Regions from separate parts of the Sus scrofa genome. Here region 2 is linked to region 1. Evidence: chromatin contacts called from public targeted proximity ligation data. All regions are on one chromosome and are shown on one strand. The core of a region is the stretch at or near the end of the contact, and the rest is flanking DNA. Distances in the headings are between cores, read along the strand shown. Region 1 overlaps ANXA13 (annexin A13). Region 2 overlaps FBXO32 (F-box protein 32).

Region 1 (4,683 bases), core at 919-3,418:
CCCTCTGCTGCCCCCTCCACCTTCTCCCTCCACTGCCCGCTGACTTTCCTTTAAAACAGTTTATGGGAGATGCTGTGGGGAAATGTCTGCTCTGACACACTGCTCGTTCAAGTGTACACCGAGGCAGCTCCCAAGTGGGCCAGTCGGCACAAGCTACCGAAACAGACAGCCCTACCTCATTTTAATAAATAGACAGCCCTGCCTCGTTTGTTTGTTTGTTTGTCTTTTTGCCTTTTCTAGGGCCGCAACAGCGGCATATGGAGGTTCCCAGGCTAGGGGTCCATTTGGAGCTGTAGCCACCCACCTACACCAGAGCCACAGCAATGCAGGATCCGAGCCGAGTCTGCGACCCACACCACAGCTCATGGCAACACCTGATTCTTAACCCACTGAGCGAGGCCAGGGATCGAATCTGCAACCTCATGGTTCCTAGTCGGATTCGTTAACCACTGAGCCACGACGGGAACTCCCTGTTTTCATTTTTAACTAAGGAGAATGTAAGCTAAGGGACTCCTTCACTAAATCAGAAAGAGAAGGACAAATACCATATGATATTACTGATACAGAGAGTCTAATACATGACACAAATGAACCTATCTACGAATCAGAAAGAGACTCACAGACAAAGAGAACAGACTTGTGGTTGCCACGGGGGAAGCGAGTCGGGGGGAGGAATGGACTGGGAGTTTGGGGTTAGCAGATGCAAATCATTACACATAGGATGGGTAAACAAGGTCCTACAATATTCAATATCCTGTAATAAACCATAATGGAAAAGAATATACACATACATATAACTGAATCACTCTCCTGTACAGCAGAAATTAACACAACATTGTAAATCAATTATACTTCAATACACTTTTTTTTTTTTTTTTTTTTTTAAAAAGGACTCCTTCATAAAGTCAGGGGCTTGTTCCAGGCCTAGACCTTGACCTGTCCGGATGGCCCCTCTGTATCGGAAAGGAATGCTGTGTCCAGAGACAAGCTCCTGCCTCTTCCCTTTGCATGTCTCTGCCTATCTTATCTATTAACCCCGCCTTGGAATATTGATCTTTTTTTATTACCTTTCCCAGGAAATCATCGCCATTAAAGAGGCCTACCAAAAGTGTAAGTGACCTTTTGTTCTGACTTTAGATAAAGAATGTTCCTTCCAAAATACCTCTGGGAAACTAAATCTGCTCTCTCTCGTCCTTTTTTCTTCTCCAAAGTATTTGACAGGAGCCTTGAATCAGATGTCAAAAGTGATACAAGCGGAAACCTAAAAAAAATTCTGGTCTCCTTGCTACAGGTAAGCGTAAAGAGGTCTTGCCTGCTTTGGGATCGTGAGATAAAGCCTGTGGCAACTTGGCACCACGAAGAAAAAGGCGATATAGATAATAAACCCTTCCTAATTTTATTACAAATGTTATCGAGGGACTGTCGACATGTGTCCTGTCAGCCCAGCTATTGTGAAATTACTCAATGGCAATTTTCGCCATGATCACAAATCTGCCTAGTTATTTGCAGTTGGCAATCCTTTTTTTGTTAATGAGTTATTTCATCAAGCATCATCAACTCATTTTGCCAGTGAGGAACCCCCAGGTGTAGGTAAGACAAAGCTCAGGTGCAAGAACCAGCCCCATCTGACCCCAAGCCGGGCCCTTTTCATGACACAGCTAACTCCAGGACTCAAGGAGTCTAAGCCAGGCTGCGGGGAGTTTGGCTGGGAAAGCAGGGCTTTCAGAACTGGCCCTGCTTAGGACACAGCCCCCTGGCCTCCAGCCAGATAGCATCTGCACTCTCATTGACACAGCCGTCTTGATGAGCTTTGTGGGCTTCCTCTGTTTCATTACTCTGCTGCTGGAGAGACTGACAGCAGAGAACACACAGAGCAGGCTTCAGCTGTAGCAGGAAGAGTGTGTGAGTGTTCTCCTGATTCAGAACAAAACTGCCACAAACTTAGCAACCTAAGCAGTGCAGACCTATGATTGAGCAGTTTCCACGGGCCAGGAGTCCTGTCACAGGTTAGCCGAGTCCTTGGCTCAGGGTATCTCCAGGCTGAAATCAAGGTGTCATCCAGGCCTGCCATCTCCTCTGAGGCCCCGGGGTCCTCTTCCGAGCTCACTGACTGTTGGCAGATTTCGGTTCCCTGTGGCTGTGTGGCTGATGGTCCTAGTTCCTTGATGTTGACCAGAGCCCACACTCGGCCGGTAGAGGCCATCTGCAGTCCCCTGTCATGTGGCCCCATAGACAGTGCAGAGCACGGCTCTTTGGTTTCCTCCAGGCCAGAGGAAGCACATCTCTAACTTCTTCCATCTCTCTGACCTTTTAAGAGCTCACCTGATTGGGTCAGGCCTCCCCCAAAGAGCACCTTTTTTGATGAACTCAACTGATTAGGGATCTTAATTACATCTGCAGACATGCCCCTTGCCATACACGCAAAACATGATCACACGAGTGATACCTCACTATGTCCATAGGTCTTGCCCACCATCCATGGGAGGGGATTAAACAAGGCGGTGGGCCGTTGAGGTCATCCGAGAATTCTGCCTGACACTCAGGGCTTAGGTGAGACCTCAAACCTTCCATGACCAACGTTCAGGGCTCTTCACGACTGAGTCCCTGAGAGGCAAAGTTTGATATTTTGAAAGGAAGACTATTAGCACCTCAATGGACTCATTCGAGGGGACATCAGGATGTCGCTCAGAGGTCAGTGGGGTTTCTGAGTGACCCTGGTTGCTAGGAGAAAAAAAACGTACAAATGTGTTGGTCGCAGAGGCTACTCTGTTCATCAGTTGTGCCCAAAAGATGGCAGCAAAGAGCAGCGCTGCCACTTTGCCCGGATGAGTCCAGCTTCCGGCCACCCCTCTGAAGCCACCCGTCTTCTGGGACTTGCCCTCTTTGTTTTTTGTGGTCAAGCAGGAACTCAAGTTCACAACAATGTGTTGACTTTTCTAGGCTAATCGTGAAGAAGGAGATAACGTGGACAAAGACCTCGCAGGTCAGGATGCCAAAGATCTGTATGATGTGAGTATGCAGACCTGCAGGCTCTGCAAATTCTTTTCTTTTTTCATGAACATTACTTTCAACAAAATGTTTCGTTCTGGCATGTGAATTGGAATTAATTGGGAAATAAGTATGATCTTTAACATATTTGTCATACATACAGTCTTCGTGTACCTAAAAGAATTGTTCCTATTCTTACACCCTGGGGATAACCACTTTAGATCTCTTCTGGAACGCCTGAGGGTATAAATAACATAAACAAATATGTGAGGTATACTTGTGGGCTAGAAGGTGGAAATACTGCGGCGATCAATGCTGCTTCTATTCAGCGCACATTTTATCATTCCCGGTAAGGGTGACTTGGTCACAGCTCTATACATTCAGTCTTTTTGCAAAAAGCTTTTTCAAAAGTGTTCGCACTCTGCCGTCTAGGCAGGGGAAGGCCGCTGGGGCACGGACGAGCTTGCCTTCAATGAAGTCCTGGCCCAGAGGAGTCACAAGCAGTTACGAGCCACCTTTCAAGCCTACCAAGTGGTAAGTGATCCAGCACAAGGGCAGCTGAAACCGAATCTCAGGCTATTTCCAAAAGAGGTCCAGATCTGAGGTATGGAACTAGGAGGGGCTTTTACAACAGAGCTTCTCATCAGGGGTCGTTTTGCCCCTCCCCCGACCCTTCGTGGCTCATCGGTTAACGAGCCCAACTAGGATCCCTGAGGATGTGGGTTTGATCCCTGGCTTCACTCAGTGGATCAAAGGGTTAAGGATCCGGTGTTGCCGTGAGCTGTGGCATAGGTCACAGATGAGGCTCGAATCCTGTGTTGTTGTGGCTGTGGTGTAGGCCGGCAACTGCAGCTCTGATTTGACCCCCTAGGCTGGGAACCTCCATATGCCATGGGTGTGGCCCTAAAAATAAAAAAAATAAAAAAAATAAAAAATTCAGCCTCCAAAAGTTAAATAAGATGTATGCTTACCATTTATATGCTAAGCCTACAAATGTTTGCTGTTATTATTATCACAATTTACAGTTGGGCTAACAGTGCCTGCCTACCACTTCCCAGAGACAGATAAGGATAATACCTCCGACATACACTCCTGAAAAGATGTGTATAAATCACTTTTATGCAATTAATTTTTTAATCTAATCATTTTAAGCCAACAAAGCTGAGTTATCTATTTCAAGGCACACAGTGGTTCGCCCTTCCCTGAAAGTCAGTCTTTGGTTGTAAGAAGCCCCTTGTGGAATATCAGATTTTTTTTTTTTTATATATTTGTGGATTGCTTTTAACTATTCAAAGCACTTCTGTGCCCTGTATCTCATTTCAATTTCACAACAGTACTGCAACTCTAACGTAGGCTGAAGGGCCACTGTTACCCACAATTGCTGGACAAGGAAAGTCTGTTATGAGTAAGGAAGCATCTGTAATGTATCAGGACCACACAGCAAGTCAGTAGCAGAAAGCGGATGAGAACTCCCAAGATTCCCCAGCCCCAGCTCCTACCTCGGCTTGAGCTGGCTGCTCCTCACTCAAAAGAGCGTTTCCTATGTGTTGCCAGCAGATGAAAAGACAATCAAGCTTTGGAATTTTATCATTACTGTATATAAGCCTTTAGGGGCCTCTGCTTTCAAATTGTGCCCAGAGTCAAGATCAAAGGCAGCTGACCCTGCACTCCCCTGGCCTCTGGGCCTGGAGCTGT
Region 2 (4,683 bases), core at 650-3,149, 150 kb after region 1:
AGCGAGGGGGCATTTGGTGTGTTCCAGCCTGGGGACAGTGTTTCATATTGACCACGGCTTATCTGCAGAGCACCTTCTCTGGACTCTGCTGACCGTTCTCTCTGGGGTCCGGGGGGCCCGGTCCTCTTCCAGCAGCAGACTGTCACAAACCCCATCGCAGCCACATGCCCTGAACTGAGATCGCGGGCGGATTTCAGATAAGCTTCCAGCAAGGCCCGTTGTGAAAAAGCTGCAACTACCTAAGATAAAAGAGGAAGGGCAAGTGTTCGTTTTGGGCAGATGAAAAATTCAAGGCAAGAGTTGGGCATGAACTGAGGTGGTGATCCAGGAATGCGTCAAGGAAGTGGTAGGGCAGCCACCTCGCACACAGCCTTCCTCACCAACTGCCCCCCTCTGGGCGCCACCCCCCGCCCCCATGAGTAATCTCATCTCCCAGAACCTGGGCCACTCTTCTGCAAGCCCACAGTCCTGCAGTTGAAAACTCCAGTGCTTCTTTCCAGTACATCTCAGGCTGAACCAGGAAGCAGGACGTTTACCTCGGTGCCCTGGATGAGTTAGTGCACAAGCAAAGAAAAATAACAGCTATGATTTTTATGAGTGCTTCCTGTGTGCAAGGCCCTGTTCTAAGAGCTTCATACCCCAGTCTGTTTGTTTTACCAGAACAGTCCAGGCACTAGTCCTGGGAGTCTGACGATTTGGGAATGTATTGGAGCAAATGCGCATAGAAATCTCACTGGCCTTAATCTACAACTAAGCCCTCTGGGGCAGACCATGGCTTTCTGAAATGGTCTGCTATCGCAAATGAAGTGAGAAATAGGGCCTTTTTTCCCCTCTTCCCTCCCTTTATCTCTGCTGCCAAATGGGCTTATTTTGAAATCTTTCACTTTTTCTGAAGTTGTCGCTAAGTGCCTTGGTATGTGTGTGATGATAGTCTAGGACTGAGAGAGGGCTACTTACTTCAGGCCTCTGCCTGTAAAAATCAAGATTAGTAAGAACTGACCATAAAATAGCAACTTACTGGTTATTATTGAATGTGATGGAGAAAGCAGCCTCTTTAAATGGTTTTGCTTGTTTAAAAAAAAAATAAAATTAAATGTCATCGTTCCTAAATGGTGGTGGCTTTTCTTGTTCAAGATTTCAGCTGCAATTTTCCACTGGCTTTGCATTTCTTTGAAATGGACATAATTGAACTCTCAAAATAGCCTCTAACTGAATATATTATTGCTTAAAAGAAAACATATACGCAGGCAACACAGCCCTTCCTTCCAGACCCTGCCTCTCAAGTCCAAAACTTAATGTCGAAGGGAAAAGTGCAGGGTTTCTCTTTGGTTAAAGCTTTTCTGCATTCTGCAGTGGGAGAGCAGCATCAATTATGTCAAATTCTTCTTAAACTAGCTTTGGAAATGAGTCACTTGGGCTTAAAGCAGGTTATTGTTGTTTCTGTGAGGAAAGCAAGTGCTCAGATTCCTTTGAGGAATGTTTTCAATTAGAAAAGAATAAGATGAAATATAAATATTTAACATCGCTAAGGAAGGGTCACAATCTATGGCCCAGGCCTTGAAAATGTTCTGCTGAACCTTAAATGTGTGATCGAGAATAAGACAGCTTCATCTTATGGTTCTCTATATGTGGAATTTGGGCTCTTAAGTTTTTGTTTATGGTGCATGTGCGTGTTTTCTTTAAAAATAAGCCTTTGTGTGGTATTTTTACACAAAATGGCCTGTGCTTTCCAAAGCTGTTCTCGGCTTTCGTACCTCATGGACCAGTCAAGTGACTTTCCATCTTTCTCCCTTCTCCTCAGCTTGGAAATTTCTTAAATTAGCTCTAAGGACTCACAGTTCTGCTCTGCCCCTCTCTGCCTGCTGACCTTGGCACAGTCAACTGACTGGTCACTGGTTTTATGCCCCTATGGTTGTGTAAGCAGATACACTCACGTGTGACACAGAGCTGGGCCCAAAACATTCACCCTGGGCTCCCTTGAGAAAGGGCTTCTAACAGAGGGTATTTCTGCAGTAATCTCTCTGAAACCTAAAAACATCCTGTTTCACTGAATGAAAAGGAGAAGGCTAATAATATTAGGAAACTCAATAAATGGCATTAGGCATAGCCTTCTAAGGGAAGATTAACAAATGACTGATTATCCATCAAGCCTGTCCCGATGGGTCCAGAAACACTGAGTATATTGTTGGTGATGTCACGTGTTAACATGTGAGCAAGACACTTATTGTACTTATTGACGTGCTGCTGCAGAGACCATTGTAGCAAAAGGATACTGGAAATTATTCCAACTCCTCTTTTCTCTTTGACAGTTTACATAATAAACTGGCTTCTAAGAACCATGCAGTGGAGAAACAACAGGTGTACCTCATCTTATCCGACAGATGTATGTCCAAAAAAGATATAACTCAAAATCACATTTTAAATTCAGCAGAGGAACTCAGAAAATTAAAGGACTTGAATATATGGGTGATGTAAGGAAAAAAACAAACAAAACCCCTAATTGATGTTTTACTGGTAGGCATTATAAACCCTGCCTTTCGCACGCATACCCCACGGGGGTTGGGGGGGGATCGGGGGGTCTATCTTCTCATTGTACCTCAGAGTACTTCAGATTTCTCCTGCATCCCTTCTGTGGAAACTCTTCGAAGGTTTCCTCTGAAATTCCATTGGGTAAAAGAACTCAGTCAGCCCCCCTAAATAACAGCTCGACCTCGTAATGGAAATGCGCCCCTGATCCAGGGTTGAACTGCACATCCTTTAGTGACCTGCGCCGCAGCCATTCTGTCTTTTCAGGCCTTATGAACGTATGGGTTGTAAATTCAGCTTGCTCCATGTAGGACTCAGGGCTTCGCCTCACAGCGTGCCTAGTGATAGGGAATTACATGAAACCTCAACCATCAGTTACTGTACACGAAACACCTAGAAACGCAGTCTGTAAGTCAGATGTTTGTCAGGGTTTTTAAAGACAGTTAAAAGCAGCATGGGTGCATTTTAAATAGGCGAACTGTATGGTATGTGAATTTTATCTCCACAAAGCTGTTGGGGTTTTTTGTTTGTTTGTTTGTTTAAAGCAACTTGGGGTGGGTGTCTTTGCAAAAGGAAGGCATCGAGTATTAGAGGGGTACTAGTCATCACCATCTCCCTCCCTCCCCCTCCAGTCATCATGTTTTGCTTAAAATAATGGTGCGGTGCCCTGCGTGGCTCTTACAGCATGCAGGGCTGTGTGTTCAGTACAATGGCAGACACTGTTGGGAAGTCAAAAGAAGCAGAAACCCCCGTCCCTGCCTTCCACGGAGATGGGGCAGTTTTCCATCCCAAGAGAGGGAAGTCGGGGCCAGTATAGGCTTCTTCTGAGTCATTATTTTGTTTTGTTCGAGGAGCATGTATGTTTGTGTTTTATAACCCAGCAAGCTATTTATAGAAACAGCTCATGTTAAAGTATAGCTGTTACAGCTCATGCCCTCTTGTTATTCCTAGTTACTGCAACAAGGAAGTATACAATAAGGAGAATCTTTTCAACAGCCTGAACTATGATGTTGCGGCCAAGAAGAGAAAGAAGGACATGCTGAACAGCAAAACCAAAACTCAGTGTAAGCCATTTGTTTTGAACTTAAGAAGAAAGCTGTTGGAGGATCACTGTGATTGGTTCTTTGAGGGGGGGAAAAAAAAAATCACACCTCACATGTTTGGCATCTGCTTTAATGTTGATGGTGTCATTGACAGAGGTTACTGGGACCTTTGCATGCAGAAACCTGGCTGTGCATTTTATGAGTGAGATTAATGTAGTCTTTATAGCCCTGTTTATAAGTCAGTTGTTAGTTGGGCTGTTTTTTCCCTGCTTGTCACTTATATTTGATGTAGTTACCAGTTCCAGTGTGTGCTTTCATTTGGAACTGTGTTTTGAGGCTTTGAAAGTAGATTTGTTTCTCCCTCTTATATAAATACCAGTAACATTTCTAGATGCTGTATGTAAGTATGAACAGAGGAGAAAGTTCTATTAATAAGCAGGAATTACAGATCTTTAGTTTATTCCATCTGTACTGCATGGTTTCTTCATTGCTATCTGTTTTATTTCTACTTTTTATGGCCTTGTATAAGTTGTAAGCTTGGCATTTAACACAAACTTGTACTCGGGTATTAGATTTTTTTTTTTTAATTTGGAGCTTTCGCATACTGAAGCAGAGTGTCAAAGACTTGAAAGGCTTCCTACAAAGTAAATTATCACTCCAGTATTTACACACTGCAGAAATTAGGCATTTGCATCCCCTTAGATTGTCGGCAGAGTCATTGTATTTGGGGTCAGAACTTTTTTACACTTTGGAAGAAATGAAAAACAAACATGTTTAAAGTCTTGGGCATGTTATAAATTTTAAATCTGTGTTTTTTTTGGGGGGGATTCTTTTGTCTTTATAGATTTCCACCAAGAAAAATGGATCTATGTTCACAAAGGAAGTACTAAAGAGGTGAGTACCCATCTGTTTATTAAGAAGTATGCGCAGCTTTATGCCTCCCCCAGCAGGGTGGCAGGGGCGAGATTGGGAAATAACCATTCATTCCCATCATGATTGTCTTCCTGGCTGTGTCTGGTGGCAGCTAGCAGCCCACCGCTTAACCAGCCATCAGAGTCTGGGGCTATAGAGAGAGACGCGAAAGTCACTAGGCTCCCCACTCATCCAGTGGGAT

What was found.
Region 2: a contact with region 1 is called in a targeted proximity ligation map of skeletal muscle. A contact is called at or near these places in 2 of 47 Hi-C or Micro-C datasets (both in embryonic fibroblasts) and 2 of 2 datasets of targeted methods (alveolar macrophages and skeletal muscle).

What each region holds. Positions count from the first base shown.
Region 1 is chr4:15,747,838-15,752,520 of Sscrofa11.1, forward strand. ANXA13 (annexin A13) reads left to right here. Exons shown (of 11, transcript XM_013996500.2): 5 at 1,077-1,110; 6 at 1,212-1,291; 7 at 2,941-3,009; 8 at 3,421-3,522. Among named protein-coding and RNA genes, the nearest start is that of ANXA13, 43 kb to the left of the region's middle.
Region 2 is chr4:15,898,437-15,903,119 of Sscrofa11.1, forward strand. FBXO32 (F-box protein 32) reads left to right here. Exons shown (of 9, transcript NM_001044588.1): 2 at 3,478-3,590; 3 at 4,414-4,463. Among named protein-coding and RNA genes, the nearest start is that of FBXO32, 4.9 kb to the left of the region's middle.